Linked DNA regions of Mus musculus: region 2 is linked to region 1. The links are chromatin contacts, called in public capture Hi-C maps. All regions are on one chromosome and are shown on one strand. Each heading gives the region's core, a stretch centred on a gene start, on an enhancer-like site or on the middle of the called end of the contact. The rest is flanking DNA. Distances are from core to core; before and after follow the strand shown.

Region 1 (7,078 bases), core at 1,592-4,091:
AAGGCAGTTGCTGCTGCTCACAGCCTTGGGGGCTCTTTTCCGGTGGTTTAGACAGGATGAGGTAAAATATTAAGTCTATAGAAGAAGAACGGGGGGGGGCAATTTGATGGACTCTACTGCAGTTTCGGTGGGGGGGCGGGGAATGAGGACAGTTGATGAACTCCAGTACAGCTTGGCAGGGTGCTGGGTGTGCACCAAGGAGAAAGAATGGTCAATGGGTATGACTGACTCACTTAGCAGGGGGTCACCCGTGCTCCCACACCACAGCCAAGATTCAGCCCAGCTTTTTCCAACCAAGACTTACAGCTCACCGGAAGCTGGGAGGCCTGAGTCCGGCGGGGGGGGGGGGGGGAGGCTCCGGGGGGGGGGGAAGGGGAAAGTCTCAGATGGCTGAAGCTTGGGGTGGAGCAGGGGTGGGAGCAGGGGTATAATCCCACCAGCCTGCAAAAGAATGTTGAGGTTTTTTTCTCAGTTGGGCTTGTGCAAAAAGGTTTGGGAGTGCGGGGGGTGGGGGGTGGACAACAGATTAGGTCAATGCTGAGAAAGGAATAGAGCCTTGTGAGCTCTTGGCATGACCAGCTAAGGCAAACTCACAAAATAATGAGTATCCTGCAGAAGCCACAGCCCACTTCCTCATTAGCTCTGTCCTGACTGACCACAGCCTCTTCTGTCTGCAGGCAAGCTGATTGTCTCTGTCTGTCAAAACTGGCCTGGCTGTGTCCCTTCCCATTCCCAGTCCACTCAGGTATTTGCTTTCTCCAAGACAACTTCAGTACTATGCCTCTCACTCTAACTCCTGGTTTTCTTGCTTTTCTTCAGGCTATTTCTGTGCCTGGATTGGTTCACTTTCTTCGTTTTTCTGAGCTCTTACCACACCAAGACAGTCCCCTGTCTCCCCTCCTAGAAGAATCCTCTCAGATTCCCTTTCAATGCACCCTGACTGACAGTGCCAGGGCCTCTTCTGCCTTCCCTTGGAGTTGGCATTGTACACACCTATTTTCCTGACTGGAAGATTTTCATGGGTATAATCTGGGTGTGGGATGTAGTTTAGTTAGTAGGGCCCTTGCCTCCCATGACCAAAGCTCGGTCTTATACGACAGCCTAGAATATGAGAGATTCTATCTTTAAAAACAAAAAATTGACCTCAGCTCAACTGTTTCCTTGCTAAATTTTGCCTAGTTCTCATAATATAGAAAAGTCATTGTAAATATGATAATTAATTCATGACTGGCTCTGCTATAGGGGTTGCATGCAAAATGTCAAAGAAGTTATCAAGCCATGGCTTTGGCCTTTTGCTTTGTGGGCTCTACATCATTGCAATTTCATTTCCTGTTCACAGGCACACAGAACAAAATGCCAGTTGCCTTGTGACAACTTGAAATCCCATGTACTAGATGGCTCAAACATTCCTGAAACAGTTTGACAACACCCACTAAGAATATAGACACTTAGACCCCATGATGTGACCTTGAAGGTGTATTGCTGTGTGACAGAAAGGCTCATGGCACTACTGTAAAACCATTTTAAAGATCAGGTGCTCACCCTCAAGAGAGTGAGCAGAGGATGGTGTAAGCCTGGGATGGAGTTGTCTTATCTCACCCAGATGCATGGCATGCAGGGACTGGAAACTCCCATCAAAGAGATAAGATACATAGACAAACGTCATAGAAGTGTCAAGTAAAAGAAGTCAGGAACCCATACCATGGGATGCCACGTACATCCAGGCAAAACTAATCTGTGAGATTTGGAGTGAGAATATTGCTTATGTTTATGGGAAAGACAGTAGACAATGAGTGGACATAAACGCACGATTGTCCCAAAGTCATCAGAAAAGTGACTCACTGACACGTACACTGATATGCAGATATCACACTTTAGTAAGAAAGGTTTGTCATCATCATCTGGCTGCCCCTGGGGTGACTTCTACTGAACCAGAGTCTCTTTGAGTCCTGAGCCAAAATCTCTTCCTCAGGAAGAGATTCCTCCATTCATGCCTCATTTGAGAGGAGGTAAGGTGACCAGAAGCTGAATGCAAATGAGTTGGGCCTGCTAGAGGGACTCCCGGGGTCCCCTCCAGCACAGTGACAACTAGAAAACAGTCCCTGAGAAATGCAAGGCTCAACCCAACCCACCCAAAGTGGAGCAGTCTCTGTGCTGACTCGTGAGACCCTGCCTGTCCTACCTTCTTTTCTCTACCTTACCTCACCCAGACCCAAAGCATCCAGGGACTCCTCACAACTCCCAGACCATCCTTTTCTTCAGAATGGACACGAATTCTGTGGGGAAGGTGACAATGACAAGGTGGTGTTTGTGTGAAACTGTGTCGGAATGAAGGAAAAAGCTATGGCTGGTGATGAATCCACTCCCAGAGCGAGAAAAGGGAAAGCTAATGCACACATTGCTCCAGAGAAGGCTTGTACACACATCGCTCCAGTTTTCCACAGTTTTCATACAGACTAAACTCCACCCACTTTACAATAGCCCTAAGGACCTGGACCACCTTCTCTAACCTCTCCTCTGGCTTTCTGTGTTCCAGGTGACTATCGAAATGGCATAATCAGAGGCTCTAACTTCTGATCTCCCTCACACACTCAGGCACCCATGGGTGTATGCCAGGCCCCATCCCACACCAACACAAAAATCCTTACCTTGGCCCTGATGAGCCCTGAGGAGCAGAAAGGTTGTGAACAGGACAGCTTGCCCCAACATCACCACAGGACAGAGCAGACTACGGGGGCCCTGTCTTCTCCAGGTGCTCAGATGTCAATAGGCTCGCAGCTAACTGTCAGCAGGACACAGCAGAACTACCTCACTGCCTGTCCAGCCACAATTTCCTCAACTGAAGGCTGTTCACTTCTGCTGTGCACTGACAAGGCTACCGAGAAAGCCTCAGTCCCTCCACGTGGGTTCCCACAAGCTAAGATGCCTCCAGTGGGTGGGTACTCAGAGTGCACAGTGACTCACAAAAAACCAGTTGCAAAATCCCAGCCCTTGGTCCTCCTCAGCCTGGTGCTGAATTCTTAGTGGCTCCCACAGGGTGGGAAAGAAAACCAACAGTCATTATTCCAGGCTGCCCCAAACCAGCATACACCGTGGAAGCAGAAGTCTGAAGGAACTTAGGGGTAGGGTGGCCTGAGAAGAAGAACCCTGAGTAAGTAGGTACTAACGTGGAAGAGGAAGAGCATATGGGGTGATTAAGGAAGAGACATAACATTTAGACTTGCTGGGAAAAATCTCATGAGCCCAGGAAGTCTGATCTCAAATGTTCAACATATGCAAACTGTGTTCCTCCTTTCACCCCTCCACAACCAAAGGATGTGAAACGCTTTGTGGTGCTCACCCCCTTCCGTGGCTGGATTCATCCTGTAGAAGAGCAGGCAGCAGAGATCCTTTGAACTCCAAGGAGGGGTGGAGTCAGTGGTACCCACCCCACCCCACCCCGAACCCCACTCCCTCAGGACCCTTTACTTCAAGGCCATATCCAGAAGCCAGGCCTCTTGCTCTTTTCCTCTTCTTTTCCCCTTAGCAACAAACACGTGTGGTTCTCCCAAGCCCATCCTCTCATTCCATTCTTTGATCTGTTTCTAGCCCGACCAACACTGAGCAAGAGCGGCCTTTATAGGACAGGTGGCTGCCAGTGGTGGCAAGCAACGGATGCTCTGGACCAGACAGACAGTCAATTTGGAGTCAAAGACCTGGACTTGAACTCCAGCTCATCAACTTGCAACCTGTGTAGTGCTGACCAAATTGCTTTCTGAGTCCTCACAGTCAACAGCAGTTGGGTAAGCGAGATGGCTCAGTGGGTTAAGGTGCTCATCATCAGGCCTGCCAGCCGGAGCATAATCGCCAGAATCCTCCTGATGAAGAGGGAGGATGGACTCCACCCCTGACTTCCACACATGCCCAAGTGAACACACACACACACACACACACACACACACACACACACACACACACACACACACAAACACAAATCTATGATCTTCCCCCTGAAGGTAAGCAATACATGGAAATGGAAACTTGGCTTCCCTTCAAGATAGTTTTCAGCACCAAATTAATAGCTATCCTTGAGAGCTTGAATAGAAAGCTCTGGAATATACTGGTGTGAAAATGCCATAATAAGTGCTGGAGAGATGGCTTAAGAGCACTGACTGCTCTTCTGAAGTTCCTGAGTTCAGTTCCCAGCAACCACATAGTGGCTCACAACCATCTGTTATTGTATCTGATTACCCTCTTCTGCTGTGTCTGAAGAGAGCAATAGAGTACTCATATACATAAAATAAATAAATAAATTTAAAAAAAAGAAAAAAGAAAGTGCTATAATAAAACCCCTTACTTTGTATGGTAATCTTTTTGTTTATTTTTATTTCATTGCATTGGTGTTCTGCCTACATTTATGTCTGTGTGAAGGCATCAGATCTCCTGGCACTGAAAATTACAGACCAGCTGCCCTTGGGTGCTGGGAGTTGAACCAGGGTTCTCTGGAACAGTAGTCAGTACTCTAAATTGCTGAACAATCTCTCCAGCCCAAAGAGATTTTTGGTTTTATTTTTTATTTGTTATTGTTTTTGTTTTTAAGACAGGGTTACTTTATAACTCTGCCTGTCCTTGAATTATCTCTGTGGACTAGGCTGGCCTTGAACTCAGAGATCTGTCTATCTATGCCTTCTGAGAGCTAGGATCAAACATTCTGATTTGTTTGTTTGTTTATTATTTATTATTGACATAAAAGATCAATAAATAAATGAATCTGAATGTTTGTGCCCACCCTTCTAGTTCATATCTTAAAATGTAACCAACTGTATGGTAGTATTAGAAAGTAGAATGTTGGGCTGGAAAGATGGCTCAGTGGGTAAGAGCATTGACTGCTCTTCCAAAGGTCCTGAGTTCAAATCCCAGCAACCACATGGTGGCTCACAACCACCTATAATTAGATCTGTCACCCTCTTCTGGTGCGTCTGAAGTCAGCTACAATGTACCTACATATAATGATAATTAAATCTTAAAAAGAAGAAGAAAAAGTGGAGAGTTTGTGGAAGTGATCAGAGCTCTCCTGAATTGAATTAATGTTTTTATTTTCTAAGCAGGATCAGGAGACCCAGCAGACTCCAAAAATCCTGTCAGTGCTCATTCCTTCTCCCATGGGTGGAAGAAAAAAAAAAAAAGCCTTCCCAGAACCTGACTATGAGGGCATCCCGATCTTGGCGTGTCTAGCTTTCAGACCCATGAAAGACAAAGGTATAAGCTATGAGGTATAAGTTCGTGTATAGTGTTTGAACAACCCAAGCAGACTTCTGTGAGGTTCTACTTTTTATCCTCAGCCTGCATAGTTTTTCCCATGTCTCATCCTAAGATAGAGCCCTCAACCCCTGGAGCTCCCTCACAGTTGCCTACCAGTGTCCTTGACTTTGAGAGGTAGTGTCGATGATGTAATATAATGGACTAATTTCCTCACATGACAGACGGAAGACAAGGTCCAGCTTTTGGAAGCAATAATGAATAACAGTGAATGGAAAAGCTGCCTTTCACTGGAGGAGGAGGCAGAACATTGCCTTCAGCCAGAGTCCAGCTTGTAATACACATTGAGTAACAGGCTGGCACAGCAATATAAGCAAGACATTGTCTCCAGAAAGGAAAATTTGCTTCACTAATCCTGATCCCAAGACCAGCTCCATCCTTCCTTCCAAACATAGATGACCCACCACCTCCTGGAAACTGATCTGGAGGAAGCGCCATATGTATCCTTCTATCCTATGGTCCTGACAAGTCCTATCACATACATAGAATTGCTATTTCTTTCTATACACTGCCCTGTCCAGCCCTGAGTCTTCAACATAAATGTTCTCCTTAGCTAAACGTTTTGGAGCCTGCTTTTTCCAGGTGGTTCAACATTGCTTGGTGCAGAAGAGATGAATGAGTTCCCTAAAGAAGGCATTCTCATTCCCACGGAGACACAGTGGTGAGCGACTCCATCCTAGTCTCTTCCCTGGTGACAGTTATACCTGCTCTGCCAAGTTCTAGGATGGGAAGTTTCTAAGATCTAGCCACTTTATGATAAGGATCCAAGACCGGACAAAATTCATGTAAGCTCTGAGGCTGCTCTAACTCTATGTTTCAGCATGGGTCAATGGATGGATGGATGGATAGATGGGTGGATGGATAGATATACATACAGAGAGATAGACAGACAGAGATTCCCCAGGTCTCTGAAATCTGAGATAGAGCCTTATCCAGGGCTTTGAAAATGAGCCGCCAGCAAGAGATCAAAGGTTCCTCAAGCCCTACCTCTTGTGCCTTGGCTACTTCAGAGACTCAGTTGGTCCTAAGGAATTCCCACTCTCAGGACTACCCACCTCCAAGACACTTTGCAAACTTGGGAGCCCCAAGCCTAACTTGAAATTTGTTAATTCAGTAGAAAAACCTCAAAGAATCCATTAAAAGCTACTTCTAGCTGATTCATAGCACAAATAAGACTACAGAGAAAAATATGAAGTGAGGGAAGAAGAACATAGTGCCACGTGCAAACAATTCCAATGAACAGAGTTCTGGTCCTCAGAGAGGTAGGCAGACAGAGCCTAAGTTTCAAAACAAGGTTGCTGCACATTGTACATGTGTACAAAACTGTCCCCAAACTGATGTTAAATTCAACCAAATGTCTATCAGTAACAATATTATTTAACAATATAACTGAAGTTACTGGTTTTAAAAGTCGTTTAAGGGACTGGAGCGATGGCTCAGTAGTTAAGGGCACTGACTGCTCTTTCAGAGGTCCTGAGTTCAATTTCCAGCAACCACATGGTGGTTCACAACCATCTATAATGGGATCTAAAATGCCCTCTTCTGATGTGTCTGTAGACAGCTACAGTGTACTCATATACATAAAATAAATAAATCATTTTTTTAAAAAGGTCATTTAAAATCTACTAGAATAAATAAATTAAAAAGAAAAGAAAAAATTTACTTCTAGAAATTGTATGTGACAATATGTATGGAGTATTGTCACCAGAAAAGCTCACAAGCCTGTGGCTAGACTTTTTGTAGTTGGTCACATGCATATAGGGTCACCATGAGCAGAGCT
Region 2 (7,078 bases), core at 2,910-5,409, 150 kb before region 1:
TAAGTAAACCTTTTATTACATAGCAACCCTAAGTTTCTTGTAAGACAGTCTTACCCTCCGTCTTACCCTCCGCCTATGCTCTTCCCCCTCCGCTGCCTCAAGAAGAACTGAAAAGAAAGAAGAACCTCACCCCTGGGCTGCCCCCCCCCCCATGTCAGTTTGACAGTTGCTAATGAGGACAATACACCTGTGTCCATGAGGTACCTCCTGCATTGTTGCTATGCATGAGAGCCTATAATGAGCATGTCAGATACGACCTCATGTTCAGAGGAATGCTGCACTTGAGTTAGTGCTCTGTTGCTGTCCCCTGTAAGTTCCCAATCATTTCAACTTACGTGTGTGTGTGTGTGTGTGTGTGTGTGTGTGTGTGTGTGTGTGTGTGTGTGTGTGTGTTGACACATATTCATTCATTAGGATAGTAGAGCATGCATTTTAGAGGAAGAAATACATGAAAGGTGTTGTCTCATTCACATTATACAGTATCCATCCCCTGTACACAGCATTCTAGTGGGCTCACAGTATAAGGGAGTAAGTACATTTATGATCAAGTGAGGTTAAATCAACCCCATTCTAGAAACCACGTGCCTTTATTGATTATTATGTATAAAGTGTAGTGGGCTTTGGGAGGTAGCAATTTGAGGGGCGTTTCGTTTTGGTTTTGGTTAACATTTACAATTTTATTGTAAAACACAAATGTATATATAAACTAGAAAATATAAACCAGTAATTTAAATGATTTCATGAATAAACTAGATGTTCTTCTGTTTACATTTAAAACCAGCATTATGATATACACAGTAAAATTTATGATAGATTTAAAATTTAATGTTTTATTGATAACTATATTAAGTAGGGAATGTAAAAATATCTCAAGTATAAACTGCAGAATAAAAGGAACATTTTGTAATTTAGACTTTAAATGGTACCTTTTCCCTGCATTTTAAACAAGAGGCTCACATTCTTATTTTGTATTGAGGATCAGAAATCCTGTATAGGATGAGCCCAGGAGAGGGCAGGCAAGGGCTGATGCTTGTGATCTGGGCCATCTAAGGTACAAATCTACCTCAGATTTCCAAGATATTAGAATGGGTAGAGATGTAGTTCTTAGAGAGCATCTGAGGCACATGCTCATTTGTGATATAAAAAGGCACTTCTGTTCTCATTACCATTTTCCCCAAAGTGTGCCTTGTCATTCCATTCCTCCTCTCCCATCAGGAAAACTGGGGGTGAGAAAAGGGTGCTACATCTAGACAGGAGGCTGAGTTAGCCCAATTGAAGGAGGCCATCTGCTGCCTTAAGGAGGCTGGGATAATCCAATTGAAGAAGTCAGTCTGCTGAGATCTGAGGTTGGGAAGGAACTGTGGGCTGGGCTGAGGGGGAGAGAGCAGCTATCTTGAGCAGTATATGCCAACTTCTGGTACCAAACAAAGTCCAAGTTTTCTTGCTTGTATTTGCGGTGTAGATGAGGTAGGTGCTCTCCAACCAACCTGTTCCTTGCATTATGTCATTCTGTTTCCCAGACTGCCACATCAATGTCACATTTTTTGTTGATTAGAAGCAACCACATGACTAAAGCTGATGCAAAGGAAAAAAAAAGACATTTTTCTGATGACTAAAGAAAAAATAACATAGTTTGGTGAGCAAGTAGCACAGACTTTGACAATCAAGTGTGTAGAAAAGGGAAGCGAAGATCCCAGAGTCAGCACAGAACACACACAGACAAATTGTCAGTACAAAGGAGATTTATCACCCTGGAGGAGGGATGAAGGTGGGGGCTGCCTCTGGACCAGCAAAGACATCAGCAGGTGTTTTTGCAGGAGTGGTTTTTGAAGAGAAAAGGGGAAAGTCTGTGTTGAGATGAGTTGGTAAGTCCTGATTGGACATGTTAGCCAGGGGTAACCAAATAATGAATTTTGATTGCTGGACCTTGGTGTTTTGGTAGTTGGATCTTTGTGATCAGTCTCAGGAGTGAATCAGTAGGCAAATAAGTGAATAAATAGTCCTGGGGCTGGGGGAGCTTTAGGTCCACAGAAATCTTCCTATCAGACAACACACAGCCATTATATTCTCCTAAAATCCACAAAGGAAACAGAAATCAAGGAATGATTCACCCCCCTCCCCCAAAAAAACCCAAACCAAACCAAAAAACAGAAATCAGCACCTAAATCTATAATCATCTCAATCCCAGGTATCCAGATACCTGCATAAAATACAATAAATAACATCCAGGACAATGTGTCTCCACTGGATTCCAACAACCTTATCACAGCAGGCCCTGAATATTTCAACATAGCTGAGGCACAAGGAAAGAAGGTAGAGATCCTGAGTAAATTCCTTTTAAAGAAACCAAGGAAGACACAGACAGTGGAAGGAAATGGATAAAACTATTCAAGACCCAGAAACGGAAATAGAATCAATCAAGAAAACCCAAACTGAGGTCATTCTGGAAATGAATCATTTAGCAATTTGAACAAGAACTACAGAGGCAGGCTTAACCAACAGATTACAAGAGATGGAAGAGGGAATCTCAGATGTTGAAGATATGATAGAAATGGATATATCAGTCAAAGGAAATACTCTTGACAAAGTTGTAAGAATAATTTTTTTGCAACCTACTTTTAATAAGGGCTCAATCCTTAATAAGGAGGGCTCTATCCCACCACTCAGCAGAGGTAGTGGAAGAGAAAAGTTATTAGGATGTGGGAGAAGTGGACCGATTCAGCCATAGTTCTTTGAGGCAAGCTCAGTCTTCTTGGACAGCAGTTCTGTCCCATAGCAAACACCAAATACGACTCAGCAGCTGCAGACCAGTCCTCTAGGCAGGCAGACACCAGGCATGAACTGGCAGCTACAGTCCAGTCCTTTCAGCACGAACCAGCCGTTGTAGTTCAATCCTGAAGGAACCATTAGGCGCACCAACCAGCCTGAGGTGAGGCCGCAGAAGCAGCAGACTGCTACAGGAACCTCACGAGCAGTTCTCGGATAAGCTTCTCTCAATGTCAGCGTAAAGAACAGTGAGGTGGAGCAAACCAAACCAATGCTCAGTGCTTGTCTCCCACTGTCTGTGGGGTCATATTTATATTCCTTCATCAAGTGTCCTTTCACGTACCTGTCTGCTTTAGCAAGAATCCTTTCACCTGTGTGCCCCAGCAAAACATATTTCACCTACTAAATTTCCAAAGAAACTAGAAGTTTCCACTTCACCAAATATTCAAGAGACCCGGGACACTATGATCAAATCTAAGAATAATGGGAATAGAGTTAGGAAAAGAAACCCATCTCAAAGGCCCAAAAGTTATTTTCAACAAAATCATAGGAAATTTTCCTAAAGATGTACATCAAAGTACAAGAAGTGTAGAGAACACGAAAAAGATTAGAACAGAAAAGAAAATCCCTTTCTATACATAATAATCAAAACACTATACAAAGAGAACAAATAAAGACTATTGAAAGTGGCAAAGAAAAACACCAAGTAAAATTCCTCTCCCTCCCCTCTCCCTTTCCTCTGCCTCCCCTCTCCTCTCCTCTCTGGCTATCTCTATTTCTGTTCTAGTTTGCTTCCAGAGGAAGCTTTTCTAAGGATGACTAAATAAGGAACTGATCTATGAGTATAGCAGAATATCCTTAGGAGTCATCTTATCATTAGTTTTTTTCCCCCCCTTGAAACCAGTAGTATTTGGGTTTTTTTTTTTTTCATTGCATTATTTACTTTATTCATTTTTTTTTTTACAAAAGTTTATTACAATGTACAACAGGCTTCAGGATAACATTTCATTCTAGCTATTACATGGCAAAGATGTTATGACAGGGAATCCAGATGTTTGACTGGGCACAGGATAACACTTCATTCTAGCTGTAGGTGGCAAAGATGCTATGGCAGGGAATCCAGATGTTTAAATAGGAATGGAAGAGGAGGGTCACTATCACCCCAGATGTGAGGAACAGCTTACTTTTTGCCAGATTTCTTAATTCCACCTGTGGCCAGGGGGCCCTTCCCGGCAGCCTTGGCTTTTAGCTCCTCGAGTTTCTTCTGTTCCTCCTTTTGTTTCTGCTTGAAAGCCTTATCTTCCTCGTCCATCTCCTTGGCCTGCTTCTTGGGCTGTTTCAGGGGCTTCTTTTTGCCACCTTCCCGGCCCGACATGGCGCCTCCAGCCCCTCAGTATTTGGTTTTAATCTAGGTCTCTGGGTCATCCAGACTCTGGCCCTTGGTCACACAAGCAGGATCAGGCATGGGTTCTGTCTCATGGGGTGTGCCTTAAGTCAAATCAGACACTGGTTGAATATTCCAAGTTTTGTGCCACCGTTGCCTCAGCATATCTTGTAGGTAGGACAGATTGTAGGTCAAAAGTGTTGTGACTGAGTGGACGGTTACATTTCTTTTCTGGTAGCCTTCAGAATACTTTCCTGCACCAAAAACACCAGAACCCAGGAGTAAAGGTTCCATGTACATGCCAGCTCGAGTTATCCATGTTCAATGAGCTGTGTGGGTGTTATCTTCCACAATGGGACCCACTGTCAGGTTGTGGAGAGAACCCATTCAGTGTCTTAGCAACAGCCTGAGTTGTTCAGAGAACTTCCATTGGAACTTCTTAGCCATCCACTCAGTTGAAATTAACCCAGGCCCACTACTGAAAACCCTGTTTGGTGAGAAGAGTTAGCCAGTTGATATTTTGCATTTCCCACCGAAAAGACCCCCACCAGGCTTCCACGTCATCCCTCAAATACTCATTAATTCCAGCCAACTCTCCTCAACTCTCAACCTCTCTCTCAACTCTATATCCTGTCCCCTTTCCAAGAAGACACCCCCTCCATTTCTGTCTCCACTGCCCCCAGTTCACCCACAAAATCCATTACATTTCCCCATTCCAAAGAGATACATATGACCTCCACTAGACCCCTCCTCAACACCCAGTCCCTCTGGGTCTACAGACTACAGCTTGGCTAACACCTATATAATGGCCAATATCCAAACAAACAAACACCCAGCATATTTATCTTTCTGAGTCTGAGTTACCTCCCTAAGCATCCTTCTCCAGTTCTACCCATTTGCCTGCAAACTTCATGATGTCATTCTCTTGAACACCTGGCTTACACTTGACTGTGCAAATGTACATTTTCCCTACCCATTCTTCTGCTGATGAGCATCTAGGCTGCCTCCAGTATCTGGCCATAACAAACAGAGCAGCAGTGAGCATGGTTGAGCATGCATTCCTGTGGTAGAATAGAGCTTACCTTGGGTATAAGCCCAAGATTGGTACAGCTTGATCTTGAGGTAGATCAATTCCCAACATTCTGAGAAACTGCCATATTGATTTCCATAGTCGCCGTACAAGATTAAACTCCCGCCGGAAATGGATGAGTGCTTCCCCATTCCACATCCTTGTAATCTTGCACTTCCATTTATATTATTGATCTTAGCCATTTGTGAAGGTGTAAGGTGGAATTTCAAGAAATTTTTGATTTGCATTTCCCTGACAGCTCCACATGCTTCGCGACCATTTGAGTTTCCCCTATTGATAATTGATAATTCACTGTTTAGATCTGTACCCCATATTTTAATTAATTTAAATGTATTTTAAATATCTAATCTCAGAAATGGATAATTGTCTCAAAAGGTACCACTTGCCAAAGTTAAATCAAGGCCAGACAATCAATTTACACAGGACCATAACTCCCCAGTGAGATAGCAGTCATTTAGCTTCCAACCAAAAAGAGCCCAAGGCCAGACAATTTAGCATACAGTTCTACCAGACTGTCAAAGAAGAACTGATGGCAAATCCTCAAATTATTTCGTAAAATTGAAACAAAAGAAACATTAATTTTATGAGGCCACAGTTATCCTGATACTCAAACCACATAAAGACTCAACAAAGAAAGGGAATTACAAATGAATTTCCCTTATGAACATACATGCAGAAATACTCAATAACTGGGTCCAAGAACGCATACAAAAGATCATCAACCATGATCAAGTAGATATCATCCTAAAGACACAAGGATGGTTCATTCTATAAAAACCAATAAATGTAATCTCCTATATAAACAAACTGAAAGAAAAGCAACCACATGATCATCTCATTCGATGCAGAATTGACAAATTCAATACTCCTTCATGATAATGGTCCTGGAGAAACTAGGGATACAAGAAACATACCTAAACATAGTAAAGGTGTTGCATGTAGTTTTATGCTACCGCCTTAGCTCTGGGATGGCCCCCATCTGTCTTCCCTTTTGCTCTACCCACCTTTAGTTCTTGGATGTATGGGGGGGCGACAGAGCTACCAGAAGCCCTCCCAGCTTTCGTTGAATCCACAGATAAGATACACACACACACACACACACACACACACACACACACACACACACACACGAGTTTATTCCCTCACAATTTGCCTTCTTGGCAAAATTGCAGGGCATTACTATCTCCCACCTGGAAAAGTATGCCCTTACCAATTTATTATCTCCATCTCTCCACCTGCCCTAAACTTCAATGGCTAGTCCCACCTAGCCCCTATCAATCATCCTTGGCCACCTGCCTATAGTTGTGGTCACAGACCCCAGTTCCCCCTGACCCTTCAACACTTCATATGGTTTGTGTTCTTTTCCCTCCAAAGCATTGCAGAAACTCCCTTCTTTTCCCTTCCTTTTCCTCCTGGGACCCAGAAGTCCAACCTGTATCTTCCATCCAGCAATTGGCCCCTGGGTTTCTTTACTAATCACGAACCAATTGGTGAACAAGAGCTTAGCATCAGAACTGCCCCGTTCATAAAGGCAATTTGTAACAAACTTATAGCCAACATCAACTTATATGGAAAGAAACTCAATGCAATTCCACTAAAATCAGAAATAAGGCAAGGTTGTCCACTCTCTCCATACCTATTCAATATAGTACTTGAAGTCTTGCCTACAGCATTAGACAGCTGAAAGAGATCAAGAGGATACAAACTGGAAACAGAGAAGTCAAAGTATCTTTATTTGCATATGATAAAATGGTATACATAAATTACCATAAAAATTTTACCAGGGGACTCTTACAGCCAATAAGTACTTTCAGCAAAGTAGCTAGATACAAAATTAA

Evidence for each region. Capture Hi-C pulls out chosen DNA fragments and counts their contacts.
Region 2: a contact with region 1 is called in a capture Hi-C map of macrophages, with 2.3 times the contacts expected there. The contact joins the promoter of Tma7-ps here to the promoter of Cd244a in region 1. A contact is called at or near these places in 2 of 39 promoter capture datasets (macrophages and pre-B cells), 1 of 15 datasets of contacts at CTCF or cohesin (CD8 T cells), 14 of 484 Hi-C or Micro-C datasets (B cells, the HPC-7 cell line, bone marrow-derived macrophages and 6 more), 7 of 115 datasets of contacts at active chromatin or transcription factors (CD8 T cells, the HPC-7 cell line, bone marrow-derived dendritic cells and 4 more) and 2 of 9 other capture datasets (adipose tissue and macrophages).

Annotation. Positions count from the first base shown.
Region 1 is chr1:171,554,956-171,562,033 of GRCm38.p6, reverse strand. Cd244a (CD244 molecule A) reads right to left here and starts at 2,841. Exons shown (of 9, transcript NM_018729.2): 1 at 2,649-2,841. The coding sequence starts at 2,709. Gm35200 (a long non-coding RNA gene) reads left to right here. Exons shown (of 5, transcript XR_373705.3): 1 at 1-61; 2 at 678-745; 3 at 3,589-5,738; 4 at 5,867-6,083.
Region 2 is chr1:171,708,151-171,715,228 of GRCm38.p6, reverse strand. It overlaps Tma7-ps (translational machinery associated 7 homolog (S. cerevisiae), pseudogene), which reads right to left and starts at 4,159. Exons shown (of 1, transcript NM_001372440.1): 1 at 3,700-4,159. The coding sequence starts at 4,141. The coding sequence ends at 3,947.